Regions from separate parts of the Mus musculus genome. Here all the other regions are linked to region 2. Evidence: chromatin contacts called from public Hi-C and promoter capture Hi-C data. All regions are on one chromosome and are shown on one strand. The core of a region is the stretch at or near the end of the contact, and the rest is flanking DNA. Distances in the headings are between cores, read along the strand shown.

What was found. Promoter capture Hi-C pulls out the DNA fragments that hold promoters and counts their contacts. Hi-C and Micro-C count contacts between places; a contact is called where the count stands out from the background.
Region 1: a contact with region 2 is called in a Hi-C map of cortical neurons, with 2.6 times the contacts expected there. The contact joins the promoter of Smim1 here to the promoter of Arhgef16 in region 2. A contact is called at or near these places in 1 of 39 promoter capture datasets (neural stem cells), 1 of 15 datasets of contacts at CTCF or cohesin (embryonic stem cells), 4 of 484 Hi-C or Micro-C datasets (cortical neurons and embryonic stem cells), 7 of 115 datasets of contacts at active chromatin or transcription factors (embryonic stem cells, forebrain, neural tube and 2 more) and 3 of 9 other capture datasets (adipose tissue, embryonic stem cells and pancreatic islet).
Region 3: a contact with region 2 is called in a promoter capture Hi-C map of embryonic stem cells. The contact joins the promoter of A430005L14Rik here to the promoter of Arhgef16 in region 2. A contact is called at or near these places in 2 of 39 promoter capture datasets (embryonic stem cells and trophoblast stem cells) and 1 of 484 Hi-C or Micro-C datasets (embryonic stem cells).

Annotation. Positions count from the first base shown.
Region 1 is chr4:154,024,280-154,028,718 of GRCm38.p6, forward strand. It overlaps Smim1 (small integral membrane protein 1), which reads right to left and starts at 1,765. Exons shown (of 4, transcript NM_001163721.1): 1 at 1,630-1,765; 2 at 1,225-1,342. Ccdc27 (coiled-coil domain containing 27) reads right to left here. Exons shown (of 12, transcript NM_001033455.2): 11 at 3,741-3,845; 12 at 2,365-2,577. The coding sequence ends at 2,455.
Region 2 is chr4:154,297,130-154,301,741 of GRCm38.p6, forward strand. Arhgef16 (Rho guanine nucleotide exchange factor (GEF) 16) reads right to left here and starts at 2,766. Exons shown (of 15, transcript NM_001112744.1): 1 at 2,696-2,766. Gm52687 (predicted gene, 52687) reads left to right here and starts at 2,515. Exons shown (of 3, transcript NR_168682.1): 1 at 2,515-2,596; 2 at 3,061-3,346; 3 at 3,838-4,126.
Region 3 is chr4:153,954,139-153,958,722 of GRCm38.p6, forward strand. It overlaps A430005L14Rik (RIKEN cDNA A430005L14 gene), which reads left to right and starts at 3,099. Exons shown (of 4, transcript NM_175287.4): 1 at 3,099-3,184. The coding sequence starts at 3,170.

The DNA.
Region 1 (4,439 bases), core at 515-3,014, 270 kb before region 2:
AGCCCCTCCTCCACCTGCTGCTTCTGAGAGGAGTCAGGCAGGGCTTCTGTGGGTGCGGGGGCTCCAGAGGGCTGTAGATGGGCAGGAAATAAAGACACACGAGTGCCCAGAACAGAAAGGTTCCTAGCACCAAACCATCCCTGACTCCCCCAGGGCCAGCCACCCCAGGAAAAGGACAGACACAGTGACATCACTGCCATGCATGGTTGCTCCGACCTACTGCCAACAGGCTTATAGTGGACACTAGCATGTCATTTACCCTCTGACCTCTCCTGTTACCTCGTGTTTACCTAAAGGGAGCAGGGCACATACTAGAAGTACAGGCCGTGAGATACGGATAAAGTTAGGTACTGGGTACCCAATGTTCCCTTGTGGCACCCAGCTCCAGGACCCGGACCCTGTCTCCCAGCAGCGGGGGCACTGGGGATACAGCCCGTCCTACATAACCCTGTGTACCTGAAGGTACAGCAGGCCACTGGGCTGCAGGAAATGGGCTGAGGTTCTGGGCTCCAGAACCTCAGGACGCTCGGCTGAATGGGAAGAGGAAGGGCACCATCTTAACAGCCGCGCGTGTCTTCTGGTGGAGCCTCTGACTGACAGCCTGAGGTGACAGAGTGTTGCTGGAGTGTGGGCGGGCTGTTGTTTCAGAAAGAATCTGCCAGCTGCTTGCACAGGGCTGTCCCTTCCTCCTGTGGCAGCCACATTAGGCTGAGACAGGTTAAAGATCCCAATCCCCCCTTTACCGTGTCACCAGTTGTGGGCAAAGTGCTCTCTACAGTGGAATGTGGGGAGAGGGGACTTTTGCTTTCCCCAAATTAAGAGTAGCCACCTCTTTCCTGCCTGTGTGATGGCTGGAGCTGCTACACCCACATATGCAGTCTAGATATCCATGCAACACTCGCCTCAATAGGGCTATCTAAATCTACAGCAAAACCTGCCCACTTGTAGACTTTGGGGTGTGAAGAGAGTCTCCCCAGTTTGTTCAAGCCTGAGGTGGTAGGATCCTGTTATTTGCAGACTATCTTTGGCTGGACAGGCCGCCAGATAGCAGTGAGCTCTTTGGGCCAGGCTAGTCTAGGCTTCCTTCGTGGTAATCTGTCATAGACGCAGTCGGAAGGGCCTACAAGGCCCTTTCAAACACAGAGTGTCCCCTGGAGGGAATCCAACATGCAGCTGCTCATTAAACCGGTTTGCCCACGGAGCACCTCTGAGACCCCAACTTACAAAGGCGCGTCGGAAGCCTCCGGTGCTCAGGAAGGCTGTCAGGGTCTGTTCAATGGATCCCACCTTTCCCCAGCAGGGCAAACCAATTATGCTGAGAGGTAAGGTTGGTGCTTCGAGCCTTAAATAAAGAAAACAGTGGCGAGGAGAGGAGCAGTCAGCTAGAGGAAAGGAAGAAACTGGCCCCAAGGGTGATCCCTCCACCCCACCCCCACCCCAGGAGCTGAGCCGGCAGTTCCAGGCCTGACAGCCTTGGGTGGTTAGGCCTCCCTAACCCTTCCCAGTCCGGAATTCTCCGGCCAGGGAAGCTCTGGCCCCGGAGGACAGGGAATGGTGGGGCGTGCTGCCAGGCCCACCTCCTTGGGCTGTGCGGGAGGGAAGCCGCGGTCTCTACCGAGTGCGACTCACCTGTGCCTCTTGCAAGGGCCGCCCGCACGCCAGGGAGGCTTCTCCAGCCCCCTGGGGTGACGGGGGCGGGGCCGAGGCCGGGGAGAGGGCAGGGTCTGAAGGGCGGGGCCAAGGGAGAGAGGCCAGCCTGGGAAGCCTGCAGTCACAGTCGCCAAGGAAGTCTAGTCTAGATGAGGAGGGGCGGACCCCCCTCGGACTTTTCCCAGCCTGCTGCAGAACCGTACAAGCCATCCCAGACGCCTGCAGAGGGCGCCAGGTCCTTCCCAGCCTCGCAGAGTCGGACTGGAGCTCAGGCTCAGTTCCGTGCTCCCAGGTAGAGCCTGGGCACTCTCCAGATGGAAGACAGAGATGGCCCCTTTGAACTGGTGGCACCCAGTGCAGGGGAGCTGCAGTAGCAGAAGAGCGGGTGCGCAAGATGTGGATGAAGAGCCAGCAGGTGAGTGAGCGCTCTACTGAGCAGAACACGTGGTACAGACTTCATGACCCACAGACCGCAGGAGCCCAAGGATTGGGAAGATGTCCTCTGTAGCTCTACTGCCTCCTGCCTCCCACCCTTTCTCCATCTTCCAAAGGGGCCCCGGTAGCAAGAGCATGCCCCAGCAGAAGTTTGGATCAGAAGGAGCATGGGGGCACCCAGCCTCTGACCCAGAGGAGGGTGCAGTGGGAGGGGACATGACCTGGGTGGTTCAGGTGCAGAGAATGAGGTCCTGTAGGTACCAGAGAGATGAGACGGTGGCCAACTCTAAGGTTTAATTATCTATCACAGAACTAGCCACATAGACTGGCTTTGCCAGCAGGGTCCTGGTCTCAGCTGGGCATGCTGTATCACTTGGATGCCATCTTCTTGATCTTGCTAGGCAGGGAGACATCTGACTGCTGTAGTGGGGGCACCTTCACGCCCTTTTGCTTCAGCTGACTGTAGAAGTCACTCCTCTCCGAGATGATCCTCTGAACAAGAAACATAGTCAGTGGGTGCTTTCTCAGCTCTGCAAGGAGGTCTCCCACCCCCACCCCAGGACTTGCTGCAGCAGGCAAGAGCAAACCCATATCAAAACAAAGGCAGAGATCTCTGCCTCTGAAGTGTGTGTCCCTGCCGGAGCTGTGATGCCACAGGAGGCAGGGTGGAAAGTGACAATGTGCTTGTCCCAGGAGTAGGCTTGTGTCTAACCTTCACTATAAACCCACCCCTTTGGTCAACACGGCACTGAAGGGAATATGCCTTAGATGCCTACAGACCAGAAAGCTGTCTGATCTCGTGCAGAAGGGCCATCTGGTCCCTCCCCAGCTCTGTCCTCACTCCTAGCAGAAAGAGTTATGGGACCTCAGGCATCTACTCTGCCCTGTCCCACTTCCCTCCCCACCAGCAGACACAGGCCATAGTCCTGTCCCCAGGGTCCTACTCCTCAGAGGTAGCAGTGACTCAGGCTCACTCCCCATGAGCTACAGGGAAATGCCAGAATGTTGGGCTCACAGGGCAATATAACAGAAGGCCTAGACCTTGGGAACAGATTGGCTGCTAGTGAGATGCGACCCTATGTCACATGTGGCCGCAACCAGAGCAGCCTGGTACCTCAGTGATCCCCAGGACTCTGGTGCCCAATACCTTCAGAGTAGGCATGCCTATCCCTTTAAAAAAAAAAACCCTACAGTGTAGAGAAATGCACAGCCCTAGGATTAGCCCCAAGGGCTGGTGGACAGTGCTGCAGCCCCAGACCTGTCTAAAGTTTCTGCCTTGGGGGTCCATAGGAGTTGGCAAGGCTGAGGCCAAGAGGGAGGAGTCTGTGCCAGGACTCTGGCCCAGCAGCTTCTATAGAGAAGGCTCCACCAAGGAAGCTGAGCTGGCCAGACAACTTCCAGAATACAGGCAGCCAGTCCCTCTCCCTGTGCAGGGATGAGGGTTAGGGTAGCTGAGTGCCCCTCCTCCATGAGGCTGTATCTCAGGTTCTACAACTCCATGCTACAGCTATCCCCAGGGATAGCCTGGTCTCAAGGACTGTCCTGGGGTTACAGTGCATGGAAGGCATAGGCAGAATGAGAGCTGGGTTTCCATGAGTCCAAGCCTCTCCTCTTCCCTCAGCCTCAGGTGGCGAACACAGCTTGACTCCCCTCACCTGCAGGGATTCCAGGATGTAGCTATCAGAGAGTTCCATGGACAAGTTCTTGTTCCCACTGACACTGAAGACAGCCTGGATGATCTTATTCCTTAGCTTCTCATACTGTGAACAAAGGTGAAAGGCACCCCGCTGCTACCGAGAACGATGCCTGGCCCTGCTACAGTAAGCCTGCAGGCCAGGAAAGTATTTCTTGCTTCTGCGTGTCATGGCTGGAAGTGGTACTTGCCCAAGAGTTAGAATATTCTGGATCGAAGCCCAGTTCCTTGGGTGGCCCCACACCGAAGCACAAAAGCTTTAGCATACCAACTTGCTTATTTTTATGTTCTTAAACTAAAAAAGTGTGTTTACATGCGCCACACACACACACACACACACACACACACACACACACACAGAGTGGAAATGAGGGCCTCTTACATGCTAATGAGGGAAGCTCTCCACCACTGAGATATATTCCCAGCCCTGTACATGGCTGTAAAATATCACCACAGCTAGAGCAATGGCTCCATGACTAAGAGCACATGCTGCTCTTGCAGAGGACTTGAGTTCTGTCCCCAGCACCTAACAGGAATCACTGCTGCCAGTATCTCCAACTCCAGGAGACCTGATGCTCTCTTCTGGCTTTTGAAGGCATATACACACAGACTCAAAATACTGTAAAAAAAAAATAATAAAAGTGGTATACACTTCAGTTTC
Region 2 (4,612 bases), core at 1,516-4,015:
TGATTTCTTCCTAGCCTGAGCCTGTTGCAGCTGGTTACAGCTGGTCATAGGAACCCAAACCACTGTGAATCTGAGATTTTTAAGCCCTGCTGGAGGCCCTCCATCATCAGCTCTGTGCCTGGGCCATCTCTGCCTGGCAGGATCTGCCTCAGCCAACCCACATTGGTGGCCTTGTGCCTGGGTGACCCTGCCTGGCTGAGCAGGAGACTTGGAGTCCAAATTTGTTTGTAACGCATACCAGCTAGCTCCATTTGTTAGGTGTGTGTTGCCTGGCGGGGGAGAGCAGTTTTGCCCACCTGGAGACAACTTAGTAACAGCTGAAGACATCGTTGATCACACCCACCTGCATTCTGAGGCCAGAGGCCAGGACGCCAGGAGCCGCAGGGCACAAAGCAGCCTGTAACAGCCAATTGGAACAAAAGCTTCCAGAGCTGAGGTGGGGAAAACTGGATCATAGCTAGCCGTTCTTCACCTACCTAGTGCATCCAGTCTTGGCCCAAGACACCCACCTATCACTCCTGCAAGTTCCATAAACCCAACCATCCCAAGCAGGGAAGGCTTCTAAGTTGGGGGGCAGCCAGAGTCCTGACCTGACGGGAGCCTAGGGCCAGGCCTCCACAGTCCAGTTTACCAGCTGAAAAAAACTGGTCCACAGAAGACACCCTCTAGCCGGCTCTGACTTCAGCCCCTCCCCTAACTTCTTCTCTGGCAGGCAGTGAGAAGCCCAGGGAAAGCGACCTGCCTGGGTCAAGCCCTAGCTGGTGAGAGCACAGGGGGAGGAGTCAAGCTCTGAGGCCCTATCTTGACCTAGATGGTTGTCCTCAAACCAGGAACTGGATGCGATGACAGGATTCTGGACTCAGGATGCTACGGAGGGGCAGTCACCTGAGCAGGATGTCACAGAGAATGAGTGAGTTAAGGCAATGGCAGGATGGATCTGGAAACCAAAACCAAAACCAAACATCCAGACCAGGTGGTCAAATAGAAAGGCCGCCAACATCTTCCGCGGAGCGCACCGGCCTGTCTGTCTGCAGAGACAAGCTATGGGAACTTCATGCTGCTGCCTCACCTCTGTGGACTCAGCTTCCTTGCGCGAGGGTGAAGAAGGCGCGCCCTGTGGGAGGTGTCTCGCTGGAGACAACTTCCCGGAATAACTTTTTTTTTTTTTTTTTTTTTTGAGACAGGGTTTCTCTGTATACTCCTGGCTGATCCTGGAACTCACTCTGTAGACCAGGCTGGCCTCGAACTCAGAAATCCACCTGCCTCTGCCTCCCGAGTGCTGGGATTAAAGGCATGCGCCACCACGCCCGGCTCCAGAATAACTCTTAACACTAACAAGTTTCTTGCTACTGGGCTGGAGAGATGGCTCAACAGAAAAGAGCTCCAACTGCTCTTGCAGACGCCCTGGGTTCAAGTCCCAGCACCCACATGCTAGCTCATAACTATCTGTAACTCCTCATAACCCCTGGGGAATCCAATGACCTCTTAAGACTTCCATGGGCACCAGGCATGACATGCCTGTGGCGCACATACATACATACATACACACAGGCACAACACTTAAATACATACAATAAATATATCTTAAAAAACAAACCAACTAACCAGAGATTTCTAGCTTTAGGTGTTTGGAGAAGGGTGGCAGGGAGCCTCTACCTAGCTCTCGACACCCTGTTCTCTGGCTGAGTCTTTACTTTTTCAAAGCCCTGAGACCCTTCCCTCTCTCAGGCCGTGCTGTGAGCGCATGGTCCGAGGCTTCTCTCTGGACCATGGGCAGAAAGAAGGGTCTGTCCCCAGAAGGGAACACAGCAGAGGTGCATTCAATCAATGAACTCTGATGGATAAACAGAGGCCCAGAGGCTCAAGGCCCGGAGGCTGGAGCAGCTTGCCTGAATCCACAAACAGCAACTTTCAAGCTTGGTGCCCACACACCTGGGTAGGGAGCCATTGCTATCAGGGCATACTGGCATGCAGTCACGAATGGCTCCACACAGTACCTGGGACCCTGCAGCTGGTCACTCAAGTGACAAACACACCCAAGCATCTACTTAGGAGCTACCAAATCCTGTCTGGGCTCCAGGCATGATGTGGAGGCCGCTAAAATCTCATCTTGGTGGCTACCAACTCAGATCTCGGCCCCTGGGACCAGGCCCATGCCCAAATTCATCTTTCTCGCTCAACCTCAAAATAGATCTCTGCTCCTTATTTACAGATATGGGAACCAAGGTAGTGGGTTGGGGACAGGTGCTCACCACCGTCCAGTCTATAAGTGCCGCCCTCTGCTTTCTGGGACAGCCCTCTCCCTCTGGAAGGCACTGCGGAGCCTGGCTAGAGGACTAGACACCAAAGCCACCAAGGTGGGATAAGGGCACGAGGGGGTCAGGCCACTCAGCCTATCTAAACAGATCGTCTTTCTAGCTCCCGGAAGAGTCACTTCCACGCCCCCCCCTCCCGGGACTTCCCAGGAGTCTCTGCGTTCAAGTGTCTAACCAGGTCCACTGCAAAGTGTCCCTTGGACTGTGGCTCAGGGCAGCTAGGCTCCAGATCCCCGGCTTTCAGCCCAAGAGAGAGGGCGGGGCGCGATGAAGTCGCCGAGGTACAGGAGGGGCGGGAGCGGAGAGGGGAATGGAGCAGAGGTGCTCCGGGCGCCCCAGGTGGTCTTCCCCTTGGCTGACTCTCCAGTCCCCAGACTCACCTGTGCGCGCAACCGAGGGTCGGCCGGGAGGGTGTAGCCTGCAGTGCCGCTGGGTCCCCGCGTCCCGGGGCCGGCCGGTCCCGCCCTCTCTACTTCCTGCGCGGTGGGCGGTCGGGCGAGCGGTCGGGCGGAGCCGGGGCCAGGTGGGCTCCGCCAGCGGCTGCGCGGCCGGAGGGCGGGACGCGCCCTGGGCACCTGCTGCACCACCACCGCCTCACCTGGCCGCGCCGGCTGCGTCACCGCTCTACCTGGGTCCGCCTGCGTTCACGTGACCCGTCTGGTGGTTCGGGCGGGAGTCCGCCCTCGGGTACTGTCTACCCTCCCTCCCGCTCCTACGCCCGCTTCCTTCTGTGCCTCACTCCCAGGTCCGCCGCCTCCTCCAGGAAGCCTTCGGAGAAATCCCGGGCCTGCGGGAACCTGTTTGTTGAAAGAAAGCCCCGCCCTCTGCATTCTTTGCAGCTGGCTGCTTCATGGCAGCCCTGGCCAGGATCTCCCAGAACACCTTTCATGGTTTAACCTATCCACCACAACCTCATTTTACTGAGAACTCTGAAGGCTGGAAATTCTGCTAGCCACACAGATCTGGCCGCGAGTCTCCAGATCTCAGGAAAACAGCTACCAAGTCTATGTAGTGTCCTCAAGAATGAGGAGGTAATAACGACCCCCATGTTTAGGGGGTCAGGCTCCTCATGTGGAAAAGGATGGGGTCTGCACCATTGCCCTCCGAAGTGCTAATCAAACCTGAGATCCCAAGGGTGGCTCTGATCAAGGTGAGAAGAGGAGGGTAGGCAAGAGGCATAGTGAGTGTAAGAGCCAAGAAACGAGGGAACACGTCCAGGAGGGTAGCCTGAGGCGGAGGCACAGAGAACACAGAGCAGGGTGGATTGGAGGCGGAGGCTGGAAGTGCCCAGTTCCCATTGGAGAGTGGGGTCCTCTTAAAGGCAGGGGGGTCAGGACTGGGCTGACACGGCCCTGACCATCCTGACTCTGCCAGGTATGTTTAGTCCAGACTCACCTTCCCCAGGCTGTCCCAGGTTCCTGGGAGCTGGGGTTACAGGCAGACACCATTACAGCTATTTTTTTCTTTTTCTTTTTTTTTTTGATGATGCAACATTGTATTCAGATGGTTTGTTATCCCCAAGACCCCTCAGGGCATGGCCATCAGAGCAGAACCTCAACCACTCTGGGACAAGAAGAGAGACCGTATCTGTTAAAACAGCCACCTCTCGGGCTGATGAAATGGCTCAGCAGTTAAGAGCGCCGACTGTTCTTCCAAAGGTCCTGAGTTCAAATCCCAGCAACCACATGGTGGCTCACAACCAACCGTAACAAAATCTGATGCTCTCTTCTGGAGTGTCTGAAGACAGCTACAGTGTACTTACATATAATAAATAAATAAGTAAATATTAAAATAAAAACAGCTGCCTCTCACTGTGGCTTGCTCTGCCTGGCTCACTAGGCTGTGCGTGACAGGGACATGACCTGGGTGTAACCCGAGGTCCTGAGACACAGCCAGTACTAGTCCCCATCCTGACCCACCTCTGTCATCTGTTTTTCAGGAAAGAGCTGTGACCTCACACCACGGCCCTCACACACGGTTCATGCAGTGTAGCCCCAGAGCTTGCTCTGACAGAGGTGATGCCGGAGACTCTGGGTTGGCACTTTCACTTTCTTGGCCAACAGTGTGGGGTTGTATGCCCTGGTGACACTCCTGTCTAGCTACTTACTGCCTGTGCCCTGGTCTTCCTATGCTTCCAACCTCAGCCCCGAAGCTGGGTGGTTCCTCTGCTCTTTCCGGTGTGATATCTTCTGGGCAGGGCACGAGTTGGCCACAGATCCAGGCTCAAATGGGCGTCAGTCACACTGGATGGAGGAGAGGAGCTCAGAGTGACCTGTGGACTGAGACCTGGGACCCAG
Region 3 (4,584 bases), core at 1,849-4,348, 340 kb before region 2:
GACTTCATAGACTCTACCAAATCAAAAACAAACAAACAAACAAACAAACAAGCCAGGCAGTGGTGGTACACGCCTTTAATCCCAGCACTTGGGAGGCAGAGGCAGGCAGATTTCTGAGTTCAAGACCAGCCTGGTCTACAGAGTGAGTTCCAGGACAACCAGGGCTACACAGAGAAACCCTGTCTCGAAAAACAAACAAACAGCAAACATACAAAAACAGGAAAAGGAATAAAACCCTTCCTAAGGTCATGCAAACCCAGGCCTTCAGCTTGATTTATTGATAATTTAACACAAGGTATCATATACGAAGGGAACATTAAATCTGTGTGTCTTAGTTAGGGTTTTACTGCTGTGAAAACACACCATGACCAAGGTAACTCTTATAAGGACAACATTTAATTGGGGCTGGCTTACAGGTCAGAGGTTCAGTCCATTATCATCCAGGGAGGAGCATGGCAGTGTCCAGGCAGGCAGGGTGCAGGAGGAGCTAAGAGTTCCACCTCTTGTTCCTAAAGCAGCTATCAGTATGCTGTCTTCCAGGCAGCTAAGATGAAGGTCTCAAAGCCCACTCTCACAGTGACACACCTACTCCAACAGGACCACACCTCCTAATAGTGCCACTCTCTGGGCTGAGCATATACAAACCATTACACTGTCACCAGCTATCACAGGAAATGTGTGCAGTACTGGGTTCCCTTTCTCGCTGTCAAGAGGCTTCAGACTCCAAGGGGCTCCTCTTCCTTCTAATGTCCCCGTACTCCCCTCTGCCTTTGCATCCTGCCTTAAGAAGACATGGCAGGCAGCAAGGGAGAGTCCCTCGTAGAGTCAGCAAGGCCCCACCCAGGGCCTACTGTGGGTGCCTGACAGGACCTCAAAGGCCTCATCCTTAATATTGGTCTTGATTCTGGAAGCAATGAGGGAATCAGAAGAGCTCCAGCCAGCTCCTGGGCAGAGATCCATCCTGGCATACATCTTCAGTGACCAGGCCAGAGGGAAGGTGGTCCAGATGAGCTCTCCAGTCCAGAGTGCTGGCTAGATGTGCCTGATAGGAGTACAAAGTCAGGATCACCCAGGGAAGCAACTGAGGAACATCATTCTCATCCTATCTGCGAGCGAGGAAACAAGACAGTATAGCCATGTTCAGTGGGAGAACTTGTTCCTACTCGTTTCTATTGCAGAGAACATGGATTCGGTTCCCAGCACCCACATGTGGCTAGCACACATCCATAACTCCAATCCCAGGGAACCCAGAGCCATCTTATGACCTCCAAGAACTTCAGGCACAAACGTGGTGCAAACACAGATGCAGGCAAAACACACTTAACAGTAAAGTAAAATAAGGTAAATTTTAAATAGAATCAAAGCAAACCAAGGCCATGAGGCTTTGGGGGTGTTAGCCGTGAAGCAGTACGTCTCCTGACAGACACCAACCCCAAAACCCGATAGAAGCAGGAACTGGCTGCTCCTGAGCACACTGAACAACAGAGAGAAATCACTGTCCTTGCTTAGAATTAACCACAGTGACGACCTGGCAGGTTCCTTGTGTCACGGCGCATGCTGGTTTTTAATGGCTGGCTGCGATTATATTAATTTCCTTTCCAATGGATTTCCTGCCAGTCACACATCTGCCAGTCCCCTTCCAAGTGTCGTGAGAAGTAACGGTAAAGATGCATGAGGCTGAGGAGGAGGGAACACCAACCAGGAAGGTGAGCAGAGGGCACCAGCATGCTGAAGCGGCAAGGTGCTTGGCTCCCTGCCCAAAGCCTAATCTCCCAGCAGCCTGATCCATCCATCTGTAATACTTAGAGGGGCTTTTCTAAAGACAGAGGAGCCTGTGCAGCTCTGCAGTGCAGACGGTATCTTTACATGCTTGTCTCCTTTTTATTGCACTGAAGAGAGGAGTGGGCTTGGAGAGAGGAGCAGGCTTGGAGAGAGAGAGGAGTGGGCTTGGAGAGAGCTGGTCAGGCAGAGCAGAGGACAAGGACTTCCAGGATGTAAGGGAAACCAAACCCTAGAGCAGTTTACTCTCTGGTCTCACCCTTAAGATGTCAAAACAGTGATGTCTGTCTGGTTCATTTTGTGAGTTCTGCGACCAGGGTTACCTGTCCAGGCTGTCCAGCAGGACCAGAGGCTGAGGCCAAAGGTTTCATGTGTATTTGAAGCTAATTATAATATTTATCATCATTATTATTGATGTGTTTATAAAAAGATAAAGACAGAAAGAATATGTCCTATAGGGGTGTGGTGAGGTTTAGAGGAAGGGAATGTCTCAGCGGGCCCATGCTGAGGCATCCCTTCCTCCTGAGGGAGCAGCCACACGATGGTATAGTATAGAATAGAGTTTATTCAAGGTAGACAGGAGTTAAGAGGGTAATTGAGGCAGAGAAAGGCAGAGAGAGGGAGAGAGTAGAGAAGTAGAGGCCAGCCATGGCTATGAGCACTTGGAGAGAGTGGAAAGGGAAGGGAATGGGGAAGGGGAGAGCAAGAGCAAGGAAGAGAAGCAAGAGGGAAGCAAGACTAAGAGAGGGAGGAGGGGACAAGCAGCCCCTATAAAAGTGGGTCAGGCCAGTTAACTGTGGGGAGGAGCATATTGTGGGTGGAGTTTAGACAGAATGCTAACAATTTGTTATTATATTTATTGAGATGGGGAGTAACTCGGGAGTGTCAGTAATTGTCAGAGGATACGTAGCAAGAGTCTCCTCTCTCTTCCCACCATAGAGTTCACACGTGGACTGTGAGGTGCCGGCAGATGGCAGAGCTAGGCCGGTCTAACGCCTCCCTCGGGGTGAAGGGGAACCCGAGCTGAAGGTGGCCTGAGACCCGAGAGCACAGGCCTGCAGCAAGGCAGCCGCCCTTCTCAAACATGGCGGCGACGGGGGTCCCAGGGATGTGCCCTTCCCAAACATGGCGGCCAAAACGGGCGGGCCTCCGCGCGAAGGAGACGTCCCTTTCCCAGCGTGGCGGGAACCTTGCCCAGCTTCCGGCGCTCCGCCCGCGGCTCGCCGTCCGTCGGGGAGGCGCGCGCTGCCCGCTCTGCACGCGGAGAGCACGTGACCTGGAGACGCCGGCCCCTGATTGGTGACGTGGCGATGACATCAGACGCCGCGCGCGCGCTCAGAGCCGCGCGATTGAGACTTGGCGGAGGAGCGTTAGGCCGGGGCGCTCACTCATGAGGAGCAGGAAGGTGAGGGGCCCCCGCAGGCGGGGTGCGCGCCGCCGAGCCGCACTCTCCCAGGGGAGCCGGCGGGGGGCGGGCGCCTCGAGCCCCGCCCCTGGGAGGGGAACCCGCACTCCAGGCACCTCCACCCGCCCCAGGCGCGGGGCTCCAGGCTCGCTCCCCGGGGTGAGGGCCACCGGGACCCGAGCTTTGCCCTCGGCCGTGCGGGCTACTGCCCGGGCTTCCTGGCCTCTCGCACTGCCCACAGATGGGCGTGCTGCAGCCGAGCGAGCTCAGCCAAGCCCCTGTGTCGTGTGTAACCTGGGCTGAGGGCGGGCAGTGGGACGGGAGCTAGGGTGACTGGGACCTAAACCCCGGCTGCAAAGGGTCTCTGGCCGAACGAGCATGGCAGGGACAGTGAGTCCCTTAGCCTGAAGTGTGTCTGCCCTGCACCGCTAGCCAAAGTCCAGGCTGACGTCCCTGCCTCTTGCGTTGCGCAGACGTTTGTGTGTAGCGAGGCTGACAATAACTGTTCCCCGTGTCAGTGGTCATGGTTGCTGCCCCTCCCTTGCATAAGGAGACTTTATTAAGGTTTAATAGTTCCCCGCTGTGTTTTTTACTTCTTTGCGCGCCTCGGTTCCAGTGAGACACAGAAGGGTCTAACTCTTGTGAGGTTCTCTCCCACTTTCCGTTAGCTGTCTGTTGACAGTGCAGCCTTGCAATCCTTACTTTACCCTTTGCAGCCACTTCCTCAGGCCAGCAAGGGCCCCTCGGACCCTCCCCCTTTGTTTGTTCCTGCCTGTTGCTAGCACGTGCCTCTTTTGCCTGTTCAGAGAAGTATGTTTAAGATAATTTTATGTTAGGGACTTTCCTTGGGGGTCGAGGGTGCCCTTTGTACCTGGATTACTGATTGGGTCCTTAGCTTCAGCTAGAACTCCCGGTGGTTCTAAAGCAACACCCCCTCCCCCCTCCACACACACACCCATTTGCATCTGGAAATTCCTTTATTCTCACCTTCATCTTAGAGGACAGGTTTTCTGGGTATGGATTTTCTTAGCTGGCATTTTGTTTCGTGCAGGTAGTGATCTCACCGTGGTTCACATACTGTTTCTGCAGAATAAGCAGTTGTTTTTTACTGGTACCTCCAGGATGAGAACTGCCCCGGGAGGTGGCCTGGCCATGTGTTTATTATCCTCTCCCTCCTGTGTCACAAACTTCCCAGTCACAGGTTATTGTTTTCAACGAACAGGAGGCTTTCAACCATTCTGTCTTCAAATACTTTTTTCTGCTTTTTCTACTTTCTGGTTGTCCCTTACATGTATGTGTGCTGGTGTGTGAGTTAAGGCCAGCCTAGGCTACCTAGGAAGTTCTAGGTCAGCTGGGGCAATAAGATATGTGACACAGTTGTGTGTGATGGCAACAGGCTG